Linked DNA regions of Mus musculus: region 2 is linked to region 1. A link is a contact called in public HiChIP or PLAC-seq data. All regions are on one chromosome and are shown on one strand. The core of a region is the stretch at or near the end of the contact, and the rest is flanking DNA. Distances in the headings are between cores, read along the strand shown. Region 1 has its middle 39 kb from the start of 1700023C21Rik. Region 2 overlaps Abca8a (ATP-binding cassette, sub-family A (ABC1), member 8a).

What was found. HiChIP or PLAC-seq counts read pairs in DNA pulled down with a chosen protein or histone mark.
Region 2: an H3K27ac HiChIP or PLAC-seq map of heart atrium shows a contact between it and region 1, with 6 times the contacts expected there. The contact joins two enhancer-like sites. A contact is called at or near these places in 6 of 484 Hi-C or Micro-C datasets (the C2C12 cell line, embryonic stem cells, muscle stem cells and 2 more), 3 of 115 datasets of contacts at active chromatin or transcription factors (cardiomyocytes, fibro-adipogenic progenitors and heart atrium) and 1 of 9 other capture datasets (liver).

Annotation. Positions count from the first base shown.
Region 1 is chr11:109,881,004-109,887,935 of GRCm38.p6, forward strand. No RefSeq gene overlaps it. Among named protein-coding and RNA genes, the nearest start is that of 1700023C21Rik, 39 kb to the left of the region's middle. Within about 2 kb of position 3,223, at least 28 of the 459 cell types and tissues checked have an H3K27ac peak or open chromatin away from gene starts, as enhancers often do. A contact at or near this core is called in fibro-adipogenic progenitors, heart atrium and muscle stem cells, where this site is marked.
Region 2 is chr11:110,026,214-110,033,387 of GRCm38.p6, forward strand. It overlaps Abca8a (ATP-binding cassette, sub-family A (ABC1), member 8a), which reads right to left. Exons shown (of 39, transcript NM_153145.4): 32 at 5,347-5,507; 33 at 4,832-4,907; 34 at 4,647-4,741; 35 at 4,068-4,187; 36 at 3,706-3,846; 37 at 1,918-1,997; 38 at 635-690; 39 at 1-194. The coding sequence ends at 96. Among named protein-coding and RNA genes, the nearest start is that of Abca8b, 34 kb to the left of the region's middle. Within about 2 kb of position 3,193, at least 58 of the 459 cell types and tissues checked have an H3K27ac peak or open chromatin away from gene starts, as enhancers often do. A contact at or near this core is called in fibro-adipogenic progenitors, heart atrium and muscle stem cells, where this site is marked.

The DNA.
Region 1 (6,932 bases), core at 1,973-4,472:
GAGGGAATGGCCAACTGTGATGGTTTGTATATGTTCGACCCAGGGAGTGGCACTATTAGAAGGTGTGGCCCTGTTGGAGTAGGTGTGGCCTTGTTGGAGTAGGTGTGTTACTGTGGGTGTGAGCTTTAAGACCCTCAGCCTAGGTGTCTGGAAGCCCGTATTCTGCTAACAGCCTTCAGATGAAGATATAGAATTCTTGGCTCTGTCTGTACCATTCCTGCCTAGATGCTGCCATACGTCTGCCTTGATGATAATGGACTGAACCTCTGAACCTGTAAGCCAGCCCCAATTAAACGTTGTCCTTACAAGAGTTGCCTTGGTCATGGTGTCTGTTCACAACAGTAAAACCCTAAGACAGAAGTTGGTACCAGGGACTGGGGTATTGCTGTGATAGGCCTAACCATGCTTTTGTTTTGAAAAAATGTGAATTTGAGGACTTTGGACTTGGAAAGCGGTGGATTGCTTTAAGCGGGGCTTAATGGGCTGTCCTAGTGGGAATAAGGAAGACTTTGTTTCTGAGGGAGACTTGAACTGTGGAAGCCTGTTTCTAGAGGTTTCAGAGGAGAAGAATTTTAGCATGTGGCTGAGAGACTGTTTCTGTGATATTTTGGTGAAGAATGTGGCTGCTTTTTGCCAGTGTCCAAAGAATCTGCTTGAGGCTAAGGTGAAGAGACTCAGCTTAATTTCACTGACAAATGAAGTCTCAGAAACTCCCAGCATAGACTTTGTTCTCTGGTTAAGTCTTATGAAGAGCATTTTAAACAAGCATATCAAGCTAATAAAGGAAAAATATAAAATACATGGTTGGAGTATTAAAAGGGCACCAGGAAGTGGAATGGAGCTGAATCCTGTGTTCAAGGATGTTAAATTGAATTAAGGGAGTAGTAACATTGCAGCAAGATCCCACCCAGCTAAATTTAGGTCCAGGCATGGTAGTACAAGCCTTTAATCCCAGAAGGCAAAGACAAGCAGATCTTTGAGTTCAAAGTCAGTCTACAGAGCAAGTTCCAGGACAGCCAAACTTAGGCAATGAAGGAATTAGAAAACAGAGAGCTGGTGAGAATGTAATAGAACAAGGGGACCATGTTCGAGCTCCAGCAAGCAGCAGAACTTGGCAGCTTTGGCCACATGGCTCTGGCTTTAGAATACAGAATAAAAGGGACTACTGGGACAATTGATGCTGGTTAGCTGGAGCTAAGAAATTAGCAGTGATTAAGAAGAGACCAACATCGCTTAGATAAAATCTTCTAGGAAGTGTTTTCTGAGAGCAGGAAGAAGCTGTGTTCTAGAGATAGTCAAGGTTGTACCTCATGCTACAGCTGTACTTGGTAATGTGGAAGAGTCACCCAGGTGGTACTGGTTTTGAAGGCATGAAGGGGTCATGTAGAGCAGCTAAGGCTTGGCATTATGAGAGGCCATGGAAGGCCATTGGTGAAGGTGCAGCCTCAGTTGCAGTTGATGGACCAAGACTGAAGGGATCAGGCAAAGAATTTGAGGCTTGGCACCATGAAGAGAGCCTATTGGTGAAGCCTAGTTGCAGTGGAAGACCCTAGCATACTAGAGATGCCAGTACCATGGGATGATCACCAAGAACAGCAGCAGGAGTGGAGTGGATCAACCGGAGCTTAGAGTGCTACAGAGGGCAGAGATGGAGAAGAGACACCAGCCCTTTGTTGCAGTCAACAAAGATGAAAAAGGAGTTGGAGATCTAAAGACTGCTTTGACATCAGACATGGAAATGCTGAATTTGGAGTTTGCCCAACTGGTTTCCTGTCTTGCTTTGGGGATTACAGTTAAGTGATTGGATGAATCTCAGAAGGACCTTGAACTCTGGGACTTTTAACACTGTTGAGACTACTACAGACTATGGGGACTTTTGAAGTTGGACTAAATGTATTTTGCATTATGCTGTGTTTAGGTGTGGCTTCCATAGATAAGCCTCTGGGGACCAAGGGAGTGGAAAGTGATAGTTTGTATATGCTCTGCCCAGGGAGTGGCACTATTAGAAGGTGTGTCCCTGTTGAAGTAAGTGTGTCACAGTGGTCATGGCTCCTCTTCACAGGAGTAAAACCCTAACTAAGACACCAACCAATAACCAGCCCAACTTGAGAGTCATTCCATGGACAAGCACCAATCCTTAACACTGACACTATTAATGATACTGTCATTTGTTTCTTGATGACAGCCAGTTGACAGGAATGAGGTAGACTCTCAAAGCTGTTTCAATTTGCACTGCCCTTATGACATAGGGTGTTGAACATTTTCCCAAGTATTTATCGTCCCTTTGTGTTTCCTCTTTTGAGAATTCCCTGTTGGGTCCATGAGCCAGATTACTGACTGGATGATTCACCTCTCACCCTGGGGCTGTGGCAGGCAGATTTCTGAGTTCGAGGCCAGCCTGGTCTACAGAGTGAGTTCCAGGTTAGCCAGGGCTACACAGAGAAATCCTGTCTCAAAAAAACAAAAACAAAAAAACCAAAACAAACCAAAACAAAAAAATAAAAAATAAAAAACAACCAACCAACCAACCAACCAACCAACCAACCAACCAACCAAACAAACAAACAAACAAAACCAAAAAAAAAAAAAAAAAAAAAAAAACAAAACCAGAATTTCTCAGTTTTAAACAATAGATTGTCTCTTCATCTGGAATCCAGCCAGTGTATCTGAGTTACAAAGAATGAGAAAATGGGGTTCTTCTCCACTGTTGTAAGAGGAATCACCCTTACAAAACAAAGAAAGAATCAAACAACAATAAAAAAAAAAAAAAAAAAAAAAAAAACAAAAACAAAGCCACAGTTGGATTTGATGCTGGTGAGGTAGTGGGCATGTCCTGAGTATATAGCTGCTGGTATTGTTTTGCCAGAGCTACTTGGCTTATATTGGGATAAGGTTTCTGCTTCTCTTCTTGCCAACCCAGCGCAGGTGCCTGCAGCCATGTTCTGCTTGGTTTATTTTATTGGGTGAAACACTTGTCTTTTCTCCTACACTTTTCAGGTCTCTGATCACACTGTCTTCGTGGGTTTTACTGATTGTGGAGCAAGCAAAAGAACAGATAGCAAGTAATAGTAGTAACAGACAGTCAGCAGAAACCAGCTCAGGAAGCGGTGGCCAGACCAGCGGAGCTCTGATTGGGTCTGTCCATTGATGGCTTTGGTTTTTGCCTTACTGTTCTCTCTACAAGCATTTCACGCCATTGGAAACCATAGCAACCTCTGTTGTGAATGGTTTACTTTCTGTCTGCATTTCCCTCTCCTTGTCAGGAGCCAGGGCTCAGCCTGACTTGGGACAGGAGGTCTCGGAGGACACTTGATATAAATGTCTTTGAAACTGAGTCAAGAGAGGGCTTCTTGCTCCAGATCCCTTTTCCAGTAAGTGTGAACAGCACCTGATAAGTCACCAATAGAATGTAACGTTTATTGGCTCTTCCTGTTCTGTTGGCTGCTTCCTCAAACTTGCTAGAGAGCTGAGAGTGAACTTGAACTTACAATTCTCTCACTTCTGGGTTTTATTCTTGCTCATGCTTGTGGTTACTAAGAAAGCATTGTTTAATCCAAAATCCAAAGGCTCACAACTATGTTCTCTGTTAAGGGTTTTAATCACTTCAACTGTCCAGTTTAAGTTTTTGAACTCTTGAGCTCACTTCCGTATATCAAGTAAGGTCGAGGATCCAGCTTCATTATTTCGTCAATGGAAGGCTCTCTTGACTGGTACTGTTTTTGTGCAGGGCAAAGGTCTAGACACGTCTTGAAGATTTTGCATTTTCCAAATCAGGAAGCTGTTGTCTGATGTCCAGTGTCAAGCATGTGTTGCTAGAGCCATGAGTTAGACAGTAGTTGTTCTAGCACCAACTCTTCTTCTAGAGACTCGTAAGTTATCAGGACAGCTTTCCTCTATGGAATTCTGAGGCCTCAGAGTATGCACCAGTATCCAGGCCCCTTGGCTATGATATTCACAACTTTTATGCAGATGGAGCTGTTGGCTGTGGTTGCAGTGGGTGGGTAATGGAATTTGGCTTGCAGAGATCTTGCAACAGAGCCTTGACACCGAAGATGGATAATGTGACGGTGGGGTCAGTTCACGGTCCAGTTTAAGAGCTGACAGCAGGCTTTCCTCTGGGAAATCTTTCTCTCTTTTCTGAATGTCCCAGGCACTCAAAAATATGAGACACAACAGAGTCAGAAAAATGTTAAACCTCCTGCCCTTTCCACAAAGGGGATGCAGAGATTAAAATGAATGGCATGGCAGTGTTTATTATTGTTCCTTAGTAGATAGATGAACAGATTCTCCTTTTCCATTCTTAGAACAAGCCAGGCTTCCTGAGTGTTTTGGTGGAGTGCCTCGGGGTCTCATCTTTAGGGTCATCTTATCATTCTTAGATATGATTAGTATCCAAAGGCTTCATTTGGATTTGTATTTTCCATAAGCCCTTATATATATACATTGCTGAATGTATATATTGTCCCTAAAGAGTAGTTAAAGTGGGACATCCCCTTAGCCCTGGGGTTCAACCCAAAGGGCTAGAACTGGCAGATCCTTGGAACTGGTAAAGGGGTTATTTGTTCCTCTGAGTTGCTGTATTTCACCGAAACAAGTGCAATTTGTCCCAGCTCCACCAACAGCCTGGAGTGGAATGTCATGTCACCCCTTGGGGTGATAGGAGTCAGGCTCCTCCAATTGAAGACTGCCCATTTGCAGCTAGCTCTAAGGGGTGAAAGCCCCATGGAGAAGGGGTTGCTTGTCCCCCTGGCATTTACAAAGCCTGCGTTGTATCTGTGTGGCATCATGTGTGCCAAACCTTCAGCAGCACTGAGTGGACTTCAGTGGACCACAGTAGAGCAGTACAAAGGCGCCAGATGCCTGTGCTCTGACTACACTGGGTAGAAAAGACCCAACAGAATGAACAGCCAAGGGTCACCCCCTACCCCTTTGTCTCATATAACTCAGCCTCCTATTGCTAACCCTCCTGCCTCCACCTCCTAAGTGCTCACCAGGATTAGAGGTATGCATTACCTTGCTTGATTTTTGCAGTGTTGGGGATCACACCCAAGGCTCTATGTAGTTGGTAGAGGCAAACACTCTATCAGATGAGATACACTCCCCAGATTGGTTATTATTATTTTCCCCACGTAAACCAAAGAGAATCTCTCCATCATTTAGGGAACCCGTGTCTGCCTTTGAGATTTCTCCCCTCTTGGCTGCTGGTCTCCGTGGCAGCAGGGATAACTCATTTGATCTCAATCCCACCTTTGCCAAGGAAGGACACTCGGAAAAGTAGGTAAGGAAAGAACTTTGAGCAGCCAAATGCAATCGTGTAGAGAGGAAGGGTGAAAGACTAGAAGACTTGTATTGAAACAAGAGAGAGAGGTTGACCAAGGAGGAGAGGCTGGAAACAGGACCCTTGTATCTGTCAGACACAGTGTGCCTTCATATGACAGAGACTGATACATGGTGGGCTGAGACAGGCAGACTGTTTTTTGTTTTTTGTTTTTTGTTTTTTTGGTTTGGCTTGGTTTGGTTTTCTGAGACAAGTTTTCTCTTCGTAGCCCTGGCTGTCCTGGAACTCACTCTGGAGACCAGGCTGGCCTCGAACTCAGAATTCTGCCTGCCTCTGCCTCCTGAGTCCTGGGATTAAAGGTGTGCGCCACCACAACCGGCTTGACAGGCAGACTCTTAATGGTTTGCTTGGCTGTTTGACCTGCTATCTAACTCTGTGATGCGCACCATGGCCAGAAGCAACCTCACTGTCTATCACCCAGTGAAGTCAGGGCAGAAACTCAAACAGGACCCTGGAGGCAGGAACTGAAGCAGAGACCATGGGGCATTGCTGTTTGCCGGCTTACTTTCTTGGCTTGTTCGGCTTGCTTTCTTATGTAATCCAGGACCACCTGGCCAGGGGTGGAACTCACCTCAGCAGTCTGCCCCTACTGTGGCTTGAATATGCTCGACTCAGGGAGTGGCCCTATTAGGAGGTGTGGCCTTGTTGGAGGAAGTGTGTAACTGTTGGGGTGAGCAGCGAGACCTTCCTCCTAACCACATGAGAGCCAGTCTTCTTCTGTCTGCTTTTGGATGAACTCTTAGCTCCTCCAGATCCACATCTGCCTGGATGCTGCCATGCTCCTGCCTTGATGATAATGGAATTAACCACTGAACCTGTAAGCCAGCCCCAATTAAATGTTGTCCTTTTAAAGAGTTGCCTTGGTCATGGTGTCTGTTCACAGCAGTAAAACTGTCTTAGTTAAGACAGCCCCATATCAGACATCTATCAAGACAGTGTCACAGAGATGTGCCTACAGACCACTATGACAAAGGCATTTGCTCAGTTGACGTTCTCTCCTTCCAGTTGTCACATGATTATAGTTAGTATCATGTTGACAAAAACTAATCGGCCCAACTGGGATGTTTTCAGTCCTTTATCATTGGAATTTACTTGTTATCTGGACAGCCTTAGAGAGTTGATCACCCACTGTGCCACTGGTGGTAAAGTGATTTCTAACATTAGCCCAGGGTCTCTACATACCAGCCTATGAAGTGGATCAGGGAGATGGAAAAGAGTGCATATTGTTCTTTCATTTTTCTCCAAAGTCTAAAAATATATTAATAGTCTGAGGAAATCAGCAACTAATATTAAACATCACACATCACACCCACACAAAATGTCAGGCATAGTAGGAATGTCCAAAACTGAATCCCATTTAGGAGAGAGAGAGAGAGAGAGAGAGAGAGAGAGAGAGAGAGAGAGAGAGAGAGAGGTTGGAGGCCAGATAAAACGACTAGACTCATTTGCCAGATAATTTTTGGAGTTAATTCTCATAGCTCAAGGAAGGCACTTAATTTAGTGTTGATGAAACTGATGAATATTTCTGGGAATCTAACGAGACACTGAACAGTACTAAGTGTTCTACAAGACAATATGGAAGCCAAACTTCTGA
Region 2 (7,174 bases), core at 1,943-4,442, 150 kb after region 1:
TGGTTTACTCGTCAACAATGGATATGTAATGTTAAAGACAAAATTGCTTTGAGCCACTAGAGAGTAGAAACCAGCCATAGGTAAAAATGTCAGGGTTACGCCTCTTCCTGTGGGAGGAGCTTCCACTTGACTGAGGGATCAAGTTCCTCTTCAAAACCGTCCAGCTCCTGCTCCTTAGAGAGCTCCAGGAAGACCTGAGGGGGGAGGGATGAAGGGAGGGAAGGAGGGAGGGAAAGAGAGAGAGAGAGAGAGAGAGAGAGAAAGAGAGAGATCACAATGCTTCCTTTTTCATGTAATAACCAACTTTATTCAGAGCATCAGACATTTTATGCTCTGATGGCTAAGAAGAGTTCATTCACAAAGAGCAAACTGCCTGTGGCAGACTTGCTGTACACGAAAAAAAAAAAAACCCTGTTTTTCCATGGAGGCACATAAACAAATAACATTTGCAGATTTAATGACTTAGCGGAAATAAACTCACTCTTATCTGTCATACCTGGAAGGGACATGAAAACACATTTCAAGAGCAACTCCATGCGTTTTACGAAACTGAAGTCACAAGACTCTTCACTTGTCTGAATCCAAAGATCATGTGTTTAATGTTTGTGAACACAAGTCCCTGAAATTGACCCACCTGCTCCAGGGTGGACTGTGAAAGGCTGTACTCCTCCAGGTCAAAGCTCTGTTTAACTGTGTAAAAAAAAAAAACATATGTCAGGACTCTTATATATTAAGTCTTACATGTTTACTAACTCATCACAGGTCATGAATAGCAGCAAATTGTAAGGAACCATTAGATGAACTGACAGGCAATTTTTTTTTCTGAGCACATTGCACAACTGAAATATGTACAACATCTGCTTCAATTTTGTAGGGAAAGAGCCAGCACTACATTTGTATGCGATACAGTTTTTTAAAGACCAGCATCTTGGGATACAACGAGACTTTCTTCCCTGAATAGGAACCATTGATTCAGTAGACTTGACATTGTAGGTTGTGAGGGGAAGAGATTTTGGAAAAGAGAGAAGAAAGGCACAGAGATAAAGTCAAAAGTTATCTAAAAAGTCACAACAGCATGGAAAGCTCTCTGTTTAACCAATTTATACAGAAGGACACAGTTCAAGTCATGATAAATGGTAGACAGGATTTTAGTGGAAAGAGGCCCCCCAAACCCCCAAAAGAATCGTGAGAATGATGTTAATCTTGGAAGTGCTGTGAAGGATCACATGTCCCAGAAAGCTTAGGTGCTAAATTTAGACAATGAGAAGAAGATACATCAAGACAACTTTGGATGCAGCCAGCAGAAACCAGAAGATATCTGTGGGACAGGCGACGGCTTTCTCTTCCTTAGTAGGGCGGGTGACAGGCAAGAGAAGGTGACATTGAGCAGTAAATACTAAGAGTTCTTGGGATCACTCAGACAAGCAGAGCATGAAAACCAGAAGACGGACAACACAAAGCTCTGCTCAGACGATGAATACTGCGTGTTCTGAGCTACACTGAAGCCTCTCAGTGGATACCAGAGCATTCACACTTCTAGAGGAGTTTATAGGTCATTAGTGGCCTGAGCCAATAAAGTGCAATTTACTTTAAAAATATACACTTTTAATATTATCTCTAAAGTGAAATTGATTTTAGATCTAAAATAAAAACCTTCAAAGTATGGTGAATTTTGTCTTACTTTTGTACTTTCCTATGTGCAAAGTAAAAACAAAAATCAAACAAAAAATAAAAACAACAAACCTTACCACGCATATGCCCAGCTCACCTCTTTAGTTTTCTGCTTCTGTATTTCAGAAGGAACTGTGAATGCTCACAATTAGCCAGAATGTGCCGATTCAATTTCTCACCGCTGTGGGCTCTTTTAAGTTCTGGAACTATTTGATCTCAGAGTCTGATCTCTAACTAGTCTCTTACCTGTCTCTAATTTGAAGAAGGCCTGGGATAAAGGTTGCACATCTTCCCTGGGCAGTTTATAGACCATCAGAGAAGAGTACCTGGGAAGAAAGGAAGGCTGGGTTGGTCTCTAAGCATGTGGCTTAACATCTATGGCACCCACTACATTTCTTTTCATATATACGACTCTTTGGCATAATTGAATCTCTGAGAGTGGGGCCACTGAAGCCGGCCAGTTGACAAGAAGGAAGAGAGGGAAAGATGAGTGAGTTCAGTACCTCAGGCTCCTTGGAAGGACCCATGCAGGGCCTGTCTAGGCAACGTTTTGAGACTGTTCTTTCCCACCCAGTCTCGACTGGGAACACAGGCTCCTTTTACCATACCACAGCTTCCTAGAATTTCTACACTGGGTAGGAATCTACTTATTCAGTGCAGAGTCCACATTTAGGCACCTCCTCCCCCAACTCTCAATGCTATTCTCACCAAAGGGAACCCTGAGAGTCCTCAGGACACGAAACCACAATTTCTTGAGAAGGTCCCAGAGTTCATCAGTTGCTGGTCAGGCACCTATTGTTGGCAGATTAATAATCACAACAGACTGATTTCACGTCAAAGAATTTATTTCCTTTCATTTACAGAGCGTTCTATTTCACCAGCAGTGTTTACTGATTATGCGATCTAGTTTATACAGAATTAGGGCTCTTACAAACAGAATAAAAATAAGAGTTACGCTCTTTCATCAGTCCACGCCGTCATTATTATCCTACTGTGTCTGTATGAAGCTTCTATTAGTAAAGACACTGGTGAAATACAATTAGTTTATTCCTATAAGTACTGGGTCTTTACCCAAGCAATTCATCCAGCAGATAGTCTATGGCAAATTTGCTCTTTAGGTGTTAGGTTGCTCCAATATATCTGGAGCAGGGATAGGAATTACAAAGGCATGTGACAAATGTGGGAAAGGTACCTGTGACCATGCTTATGTCACCACTGCATCACCACACCCAAGTTAGAGTCTCCTCCCTGTTAAGTAAGGACAGGGCAACTCCAAGTCTTACTCAGGCGTGCTCATTGGCTTAAAACGGTTCTAACTTTTAAAGATCAGGGTGACAATCGGGTAGCCTAAGACCTAGAAAGAATCTGCCATATAGTTGGGCCACACCCATGTGACTTCAGATTTACAACCAGCCCTCTGTTCTCTAGTAGACTCCAAGCAGCATCCACACTTCAGTGACCTCTTTGAGGTTTTCTTGCAGTGTAAACATGACCCACAGTGTCTCCCAAGCCAAACAAATCCCAGGGGAAAGTGGGTGTGCTTTGCTAGATCAAAAACAACAACTGTGGGCTGGGAGGATGACTCAGCCAGGACGGCGTCTGCCATGCGAGCATGAGGAAGGACTTAAGTTTATGAACTCAGAACTCACAGAAAATGGATGTGGCTAAGTGTGTCTGTAATCCGGTACTGGCTGGGGGTAGGAGAGAGCTTGAGCAGAAACAGGCTTATCCCTAGAGCTTGCTGGCAAGCCAGTGTAGCAAGATGCTCAGCTCAGCTCAGCTCAGCTCAGCTCAGGGAAAGACACTGTGACGCCGTCTCAAACGATAAGACAGAGGACGATAACGGAAGGCAAGGGATATTGACTTGTGGCCTATAGCGTGTGTGTGTGTGTGTGTGTGTGTGTGTGTGTGTGTGTGTGTGTGTGTGTGTGTTTATGTGTACTCATGTTGGCAGACATGTGTACTCATGTGGACAGACAGACAGACTGACCGACAGAAATACATTCACAAGCACAACCCCGAAACTGTGCTTACCTTTCCTGCCGAGCAGCCTGGGGGAACAGCCTCATGATCTCCGTGTTCAAGGGCTCCACCTGCGAGGGGGTCTTCACCTTCATCTCCAGGAGATATTCTTTGCCGAATTTGCTCTTCAGATGTTGGATGGATCCAATACATCTGGGTCAGGAATAGGAATAACAAAGCAGAAGACAAATGTGGGGATGGTGCCTGTGAGCATGCGCAGATCGCCACTCAGGCTCCCAAATAGGTTTCTTCACTGTTAGTAGGGAAGTGGCAACTCCAACTCTTACCCATGAACACTGATTTTCTTTAAAAGCAAATTCGTTTCATCTGATCATCACAGAGTGGACACAAGTGGGATGAAAACAGGCACCCACCTCAGCCTCCCAGACACCATGATGGCCACGCGGTCACACACAGCCTCAGCCTCTGCCATGTAATGGGTGGTCAGGAGGGCGCCCCGTTCTGTGTTTGAAAAGGTGGCCTGGATAGCCTGCCTATATTGTCAAGAGAAGAACTGTGATGAACAGAAGTCCCCCGACTCTTCTGGACAAAGGAGAGAGGAGATGCCACGAGGCAGAGATGAGAAATAATCAATGCAGACCAAGCAAGATGGAGGCACGGAGGAAGAGGGCTGTCAAGTCGATTGCTAGAGAAACACTGGTGACACAGCAGAGGCTGTCAAGAGAAAACACTTAGAAGAAGGATGATTGAGAGCAAACATTCTGAGTAGAAAGGGACTGTCTATGAGACCGAACAAAAGGATTCAATTCTCCTAAGCTTAATTTTCCTTCATGGAAGTTGATTGTAAACCACCAGGAAACATAAGTACGTTTTCTCCCAAAATAATAGTTTTTAGGGATATGGATGGTGTTGACCACATTTATTTATGTTTGTTTAACAATACTGACACAATTCATGAACTCCCTACCACCATGAGAGCGGTAGATCCTCACCACATTTGCTGCTGCCCCTCGGGGTCCATCCCGGTGGATGGCTCATCCAGAAGTACCACAGAAGGGTTCCCCAGGATGCTCAGCACAAAGCACAGCTGTAACAAGAGAGACAGCCCATGAGGCATCACCTCAAGTGTGCCTCCCTGAGGTGTGCTCGAAGCCCTTCCCCTGAGTCCTGCATATACCTTTCTCTTCACTCCCTCTGACAGCGTCTTCACAGGAGACTTCAGCTGGTCCTGCAGCTTGAGCGCATCTGCCAACCTGAAGAGAGACAGTGGAACATCACCATCCTCTCCATGGTGAAGAGAGATGATGGGAGGGTGGGGCAATGAGCCTGGCCAAGATGGAGGCATTGGCACCAGGAAGGTAGTTCAAGAAATGCATTGAAACTTTCAACAGGGTCAGGCTGACAAAAGCTATGTTCCCTGTGATGAAGAGAGAGGCACTTACCGATTTTAAATTGTTGGCACAGTGTTCAAATACTTCTGCAATTTAGTTTATATCTAAAGTACACTCAATCACTTACTATTGAATACTGACCATCTCCCCTCCATCTTTTAAATGAAAGTGAATAAAACTTTGGAAGTTTTCTCTACCCCACATAGTCAAGCAATAGGAAGCCCAGTTCCACGTTTCCTGTGAGTGAGCCTTTCCCCCATCACGAGGGTTCAGAAAGTGAACAGGTGCAGGCCCTGTGTACCTTTCGATGGCCACGTTCGCGTCACTTTTTCTCATCCCCTTTATGGCTGCAAATATCTCCAGGTGTTCCCTCACTGTCAGGTTGAGCCACAGAGCATTTTCCTGAGGACAGTACCCCAGGAACCCCGGGGTGTCCCCTGTGCTGCTCCCCTTCAGCAGCACCTATGGAGAGAAGGTCACTGTCAGGGATCAAACTCGGTACTGTTCCCCAAAGTGCTTCTGTGGCAGACTTCAGTGATCATCTCAGAAAGGCGGAAGGATTCATCCAGAGAACAAATGCATGGACTCAAGTGTGTGCAAAGGTGCCACATTACCTTATATTAAAGGATGATCTACAGGAAAATGTTAATAAAAACCATGGCAAGGGGCTGGAGAAATGGCTAAAGTGCTTGCCGCATAAGCACAAGGACCTGAATCCAATCCCAGCGTCCACATTACAGTTACAGCAGTGTTACACCTAGAACCCAAAGCTGGGTAGACAGTGACAGAAAGAGCCCCAGGAACTTGATAACCAGCCAATCAATGCAAATGAGTAAACCCAGATTCACTGAAAGACAGTCTCAGATTAAAAAAAAAAGGGGGGGGTTACTGAGGAAGACATCCAACATTAACTTCTTGGCTCTACACGCATGCTCACACATGCACACATATGAATATGTACATACAAATAAATGGTGTGATATCACTTCACATCAGTAAAGGGGCTGCTATCAAAAGGGAGGAAAGTGGAGAAGAAATGATAAGGAGGTGGAGAAGATGGAGCTGTTGTCCTTAGTTGGTGCAAGTACGAATTAGTATAGTCAGTTATGGAAAAACTGCACCATGTCCCCTGCGGGGCATGGGGGAACAGGGCATGGCTGAGGTATGACCTGGAGCTGTGGGAGATGGGGAGGGCATGGCTGAGGTATGACCTGGAGCTGTGGGGGATGGGGAGGGCATGGCTGAGGTATGACCTGGAGCTGTGGGGGATGGGGAGGGCATGGCTGAGGTATGACCTGGAGCTGTGGGGGATGGGGTGGACATGGCTGAGGTATGACCTGGATCTGTGGGGGATGGGGTGGACATGGCTGAGGTATGACCTGGAAGTGTGGGGGATGGGGAGGGCATGGCTGAGGTATGACCTGGAGCTGTGGGGGATGGGGTGGACATGGCTGAGGTATGACCTGGAGCTGTGGGGGATGGGGAGGGCATGGCTGAGGTATGACCTGGAGCTGTGGGGGATGGGGTGGACATGGCTGAGGTATGACCTGGAGCTGTGGGGGATGGGGTGGACATGGCTGAGGTATGACCTGGAAGTGTGGGGGATGGGGTGGACATGGCTGAGGTATGACCTGGAGCTGTGGGGGATGGGGTGGACATGGCTGGGGTATGACCTGGAAGTGTGGGGGATGGGGTGGACATGGCTGAGGTATGACCTGGAGCTGTGGGGGATGGGGAGGGCATGGCTGAGGTATGACCTGGAAGTGTGGGGAATGGGGAGGACATGGCTCATTTCCTGGAATGTTTTCAAAGGGATTGAAAGTTCCTTTTCTTTTCTTCTTTGCTTTGCCTTATCAACCAATCACTGTTTTCAGTATTGTGTTCCTATTTGCAGTAGAGAAGATGAAGTCAACCAAATGTCCATTTCAGGGTTAATGGGTTTTCAAATGCGGTGATACAGACACAACTTGATATTATTCAGCCTTTAAGATGGAAGGTCTCCTTTTGTCTGTGGTAACATGGATGGACCTAGGAAATATGAGATGCTTTGCTTTCTATGGCTGTGATAAAACTCTGACCAAAGGCAACTTGAGGAGGAAAGGGTTTATTTAGGCCTCCACTTCCAGATC